2 separate regions of the Mus musculus genome follow, and region 2 is linked to region 1. Evidence: chromatin contacts called from public HiChIP or PLAC-seq data. All regions are on one chromosome and are shown on one strand. The core of a region is the stretch at or near the end of the contact, and the rest is flanking DNA. Distances in the headings are between cores, read along the strand shown. Region 1 overlaps Gramd1b (GRAM domain containing 1B). Region 2 overlaps Crtam (cytotoxic and regulatory T cell molecule).

Region 1 (2,700 bases), core at 36-2,535:
ATATAATTTAAAAGATGATATGAGCCTGGAAAGAGACATGCCTAGAGTTGCTTGCTTTATTTATTCATTGTTTGTTTGTTGTTTTGCTTTGTTTTGGAAACAAGGTTTCATTATGTAGCTCTGGCTGTCCTGGAACTCATTATGTAGACCAGGCTGGCCTTGAACTCACAGAGAGCCACTTGACTCTGCCTGTTAGAATTCTTTAATGTGCCACTATGCCTACCCGGCCTGTTTGTTTGTTTGTTTGTTTGTTTGTTTTGAAAAGCTGCTTTAGAAGGTCATAGGAAGCACTCAGAGCATATTTGTGTTCTGTGGTGGAGTGATGTCAGCTGGTGAGAGCTCATTATATTTGTCATTTCCCAATGCTAATTTCAGTGACATGAGAAACCAGCCATGGTGAAAGTGTTTACACCACAGAAATTAGCAAATGATCCAAATCAGTGAATCTCGTCTGGTTTGCGAACATTTATTAGTGGAGTAAAAGAGACAAAAGTCTATCTTAATAGAGTGGGGCTCAGTCATTTGCAAACCGGAGTTTTGCCTCTTCAAAAACCAAACAATCAAAACCAAACCAAAGAAGCGATAACATATGCCATTCAGGTCATACTTGGGACCCGGTGGGTCAGAAGCCAGCATGAGTAAGGAGTTAGGAAATGATTTTTCAAACAGTCTCCAATTGATACAGCCAGAAAAGGCAACAGGAAGTGATCAGGAACATATAGCCTCCCCATACCTGCCTGTATTAGCCTACTTCCTCTGTCGAGTTTCTTATCCACTTTTCCAAAAAGTAACAATGGCCAGGAAGGAAGTGTTCAAAACATGGGCCTCAGGAAACATTTCATATGTAAACCACAATACAAGACAACCCATCTTGCATTTCTTTGAATTTTCTCAATCTGTGGTGGTTGGGAAGGGTTAATTGATGTTGTTTTCAAGTTCTGCATGGTAGTTAGGTGTCATTGACTAGAAACACAACATGTATGTACATTAATTAGAACCAAGTAATGTGTGTGTCTTTCAAACATGGCAGCTGTGGAAACAGTTTAAGGATTTTTGTTGGCAAGAAGCTAGGGTGTTGTTTGGAGCAGACAAACGGTGCTTGTATGTTGTCTTCTACTCCCGTGAGAGAAAACAGATGGAAAAGCAACTTGACCTCCTCTTTCAGATTAGGGAACCTCAGGATCAGTGTGTTTGTCTCAAATGAAGGTTGTGAGGTGGCGTATTGTGGCTTCTACTTGCTTTCATTTTGAGCCTTTCCTGTGTGAGCGTACTAGCTGAGATGAGCAAGGGCTTTTCTACAGGAGGGCGCACAGGATGTTAACAGCAGGAAGTAGAGAGATACTTGTGGGGGCAAGGTTTATGAGGCCTGCTGTCCAGAGTCTTGACCAATCCTCGAAGACTCCAGGTTCTGAGAAGGGACTTGGTTGACCGCATTACTTCCTGAGTGAAAGATTCACTTCTGAGTGACCTGGTTAATTTGCATTTAGTCTTTCAAGAGTGCCTAAGATTCACTGTGAAGCCAAGTAGTGGCTGAGGCCAAAGCTGCTCCTATGATGGTAGAAACTAGGGGGAAAGCCGTGTGCTGCTTCAGCTAAGAACAACGGAAGGGAATTGGAGCTGAGACAAACTCTCTTGCCCCTTTCTCAGAACCCATCCCAGGAATGCAATGGGGTGAGTATAATTCTTTTAATTGGTGGGATCAGAGGTCTAGAATTCTTTTTGTTGTTTGTTTGTTTTGTTTGTTTTTTTTGCAACAGGGTTTCTCTGTGTAGTCCTGGCTGTCCTGAAACTCACTCTGTAGACCAGGCTGGCCTCAAACTCAGAAATCCACCTGCCTCTGCTTCCCAAGTGCTGGGATTAAAGGTGTGGGCCACCACGCCCGGCTAGAGGTCTAGAATTTTATTGTGGCTGAAGAGTTCTTTGATCTTTGTAAAATAATAATAATAACAACACAGCACAAGGCATTGAATAGAATATTTCTTCTTTCCTCAGCCATAGTCCAATTCTCTGTGTTTGGAGTAGCATGTATTGTGATTGGCATGGAGATCTGAAACTCATACCATTCGATAGGAAGAGCAAACAGTGGGCAGGCTCAGCCTACTGCCAAGTTTTGCTCCTGGTGTGTACTTGAAGAGCCTCAGTCCTCCCTGCCACCCTCTGATGAACGTCCTGCTAAGTACGAAGCACAGCTCCTGCCCTTTCATGATGGAGCTCTAGGTCATGCCTTTGGCATGTGTGTAGGACAGCGGAGGGTTGGCAGTAGGAGGCAGCGGGTGGTTGTTGTGATGGCCTCTTTGTTTCCGTCTCATTCTGATTGGCACCACCAGATCTCAGCATTGGTGCTTCTGTTCTTGAAGCAACAGTCGCAGATGGCCCCTTCTGTGCCCTGGAATGTTGAGTGGGATCCTTTCAACCCTGGTATCAGGAAAACGTGGAGGGACAAGGAGGCAAGTACCCAACCTATGTTGATTTGAAAGCACTCAAAAAAAGGAGTCTTTCTGAACGGGCTGGTGGGATAAGCGTGCCCTTTCACCACCCGGCAGTGTTAGGCACTTAAAATGGAAAGAAATGACAATTAAAATGGGCCTTTCACTTTCAAATGATTATTAGTTATAGTAGAAGATACAGTGAAGTGAAGTGATTATCATGTATATTTTTTGAGACACAGTTTTGTTGTGTAGCCCTGGCTACCCTCAAACT
Region 2 (2,743 bases), core at 70-2,569, 570 kb before region 1:
TATCAAAAGGAAATAAACTTCCTTCCTTTTTTCATTTTTAGGTTGAAGATAGGTCTATAAACCATTTGCTGTTCATAATTTATAAGTATAGCGTTCTTCTGGTTGATAGTTTTTACACCATCCTGGGTAAGAATTATATTATGCCAAAGAAAAACAATTTTGTTTAAAATGTGAAGCAGTGCTGATAAATGTGCCAATTCAGAAAGGAAAAAAAAAAGTAAGTTTACTCTTCCTTTATTTTCTTTCTGGGACAATAAATTTGTCACTGCTCTGAGTCAATTCATCATTCTCTGGGGGCACGGTGTGATTCGGAGAAATTGGACTCCTACATTTGCTAGAGTAATCCCTCAGTGGTAGAAGCTATGTGGGTGGATTTATCTACTCCAGTGGCCAACAGGCCCCAAAAGTTACCAAAGCCCCATGGATTACTGGTGTGTGTGTGTGTGTGTGTGTGTGTAGTGGTGGTGGTAGTGGTGATTCAACCCAGGGCTAGAGAGCACTTTACCTAACTCAACAATATCAGGAACTCCAATCCACTACCCCCTCAACTCACACACACACACACACACACACACACACACACACACACACACACATACACACACACACAGAGAGAGAGAGAGAGAGAGAGAGAGAGAGAGAGAGAGAGAGAGAGAGAGAGAGAGAGAGAGAGAGAGAGGCTTGTAGATAGGCCATGTAATACTTGAACTTGTAAATCACCCATTTTATAAACTGAGGCCATGAGTGCTGTGTTCAGGGCGTTCATCACTATGATAGGTCTATGTCGATACAGAGGCGTGCACTGAAGTCTACACCTTGATTCCAGTCCCGTGGCTTCTGTGACCTTGAGCCAGATGGGGTCACTCATCTGTAAACTGAGCAACAGATCTCTTCTTTGGGGCCAGGTGATGGCTTTTGCTGCCAGGGCAACTTGCTACCAGGTTTGACAACCTGGGTTCAATCATGGGGCTCGCTTGGCAGAGAACGGAGTGTCTGGGCTGGTCTTCTTACGCCCTACCACACACGCGCATGCGCCCTGCCTGACCTTCCCCCATCTCTCCCTCCGCAGCAGCCTTTCTGAAAATGGAGACCGTCACGGTAGAGGAAGGCCAAACGCTCACTCTAACGTGTGTTACTTCTCAGACAAAAAACGTCTCTCTCCAGTGGCTGGCTCCCTCTGGGTTCACCATTTTTTTAAACCAGCATCCTGGTAAGTGGGGTTGTGGGGAGAAAATGACAAGCCTCAACCTAAGGGATTTCCAACTGGGGCAGGTTAGTGGGACGGAAGGCTCACATGAGTCACCCAAAAAGTGGGCACAGACCACCCACTGTTACACGTGACTCACACCTCAGAGGCCTGTTATGTGACACAGGGCTGCTTTGGGGGAGACAGGAAGTCTGAAATGGAAACCCCATTAGAAAGGTTACTAAAGGGGGCTCACATTACAAAGCACCTTTCCACGCCAACATCCCACCCCCACATCACTTTTTGACTCTCAGTGACCAGGAAACACCCACAGCAAAGCCATAGGCAGGCAGCAGGCCGCCTCGGTGGACTTCCTGGTGGCTCTGACACATCCCCTCCTGTCCAGAACCAGCTGCAAAGAAGTCACATTAGTGAGCGCCTCCTCTTCCCCTGCAGGACTTCAGACCAAGATTTCTGGGCAGTGGCCATTGACAGGATGTTCAGCAGTCACTTTCTCGGGCCACATATGAAGTGTACGGTGCATGCTTAAGATAGAGAGAGAGGGACAAACTTCACACATCGCTTAGACCATGGACAGGAATTTACCAAAGACTCTTTCATAATGAGGCCACTAGATATCTCTAAAACCCCTAGATGTCAAGTATTTGAGAAAACAAGAACCATTCAAGCCCGTTTATGTTCACAGAGCCCCTCCCCTATAGATATGCTTTGTCGATACTGTTTAATTGATGCAGTAGATAGAAAATAGTCAAATAGTTTGTCGCAAGCTTTACCGGCTGTTAATAGTACAGTCCGGCAGACTAAGAAGACACGAGCTGAGAAAAGTTGTAGAGAAGTGAAGTTTGAGTAGGAATCGTTCTCTCAAAAACGTTTCTTCTGTTGTTTCTCTTTGGGAGAATGAGAAGTTAGACATCTTGAGGTTTCTTCAGCAAAACCCCTTGATCCACGTGGAAGACTTGCCAGGTGAGGGTCATCACACCTCTGCCTGGCATTTGGTAGTCTCCGAGAATTGTTGAAGTTGTCACAAATCTGGAGTGGGGTGCCTGCCGGCTCTGGGATCTGGAAGGTAGTCACCAAGCATGCACTAAGCATCTGCCTCTTGCTGAAGCCCCATAGCAAAGAACTCTTGGTTCCAGTGTCAGCCAAGATGAGGCTGCAAACCCGGAGTGCTAGCTCAAGAGGCATCAGGTCCCTAGAGACACAGGCATCCTCAGGCTTTAACCCAGCCCAGGTTTAACTCTGTTTACGCTGTGCAAATTATGCACCTTTAACAGATGAAAAGGTAAATCAACAAACTCACTGTTTCCAGAGCTTTGCCCTGGAATCTTTTACTTCATGTGAAATTCCCAGGTCAGTTGGTCAAATAAGATGAAGAGGAACCCTCCATGCTGGGTTAGTGCTGTCTGAGCTGGCTTTTTTGTACTACTGGCCAAATCCCTCGAAGGACTCTGCCAAAATCCGCAGGACTCCTCAAATAGTAACAAACATTTTTTAAAATTAAAAATTGAAGGCACTCAGCTGGTGAATTTCTCTTCT

Evidence for each region. HiChIP or PLAC-seq counts read pairs in DNA pulled down with a chosen protein or histone mark.
Region 2: a contact with region 1 is called in a BATF HiChIP or PLAC-seq map of CD8 T cells, with 7 read pairs. The contact joins two enhancer-like sites. A contact is called at or near these places in 1 of 39 promoter capture datasets (cranial neural crest), 3 of 484 Hi-C or Micro-C datasets (cerebellum, cortical neurons and nephron progenitors) and 1 of 115 datasets of contacts at active chromatin or transcription factors (CD8 T cells).

What each region holds. Positions count from the first base shown.
Region 1 is chr9:40,422,271-40,424,970 of GRCm38.p6, reverse strand. The region is part of intron 1 of Gramd1b (GRAM domain containing 1B); the gene reads left to right. The region is part of intron 1 of Gm51668 (a long non-coding RNA gene); the gene reads right to left. Among named protein-coding and RNA genes, the nearest start is that of Gm51668, 6.6 kb to the right of the region's middle. Within about 2 kb of position 1,285, at least 87 of the 459 cell types and tissues checked have an H3K27ac peak or open chromatin away from gene starts, as enhancers often do. A contact at or near this core is called in CD8 T cells, where this site is marked.
Region 2 is chr9:40,992,912-40,995,654 of GRCm38.p6, reverse strand. Crtam (cytotoxic and regulatory T cell molecule) reads left to right here. Exons shown (of 10, transcript NM_001281954.1): 2 at 1,070-1,210. Among named protein-coding and RNA genes, the nearest start is that of Crtam, 10 kb to the left of the region's middle. Within about 2 kb of position 1,319, at least 26 of the 459 cell types and tissues checked have an H3K27ac peak or open chromatin away from gene starts, as enhancers often do. A contact at or near this core is called in CD8 T cells, where this site is marked.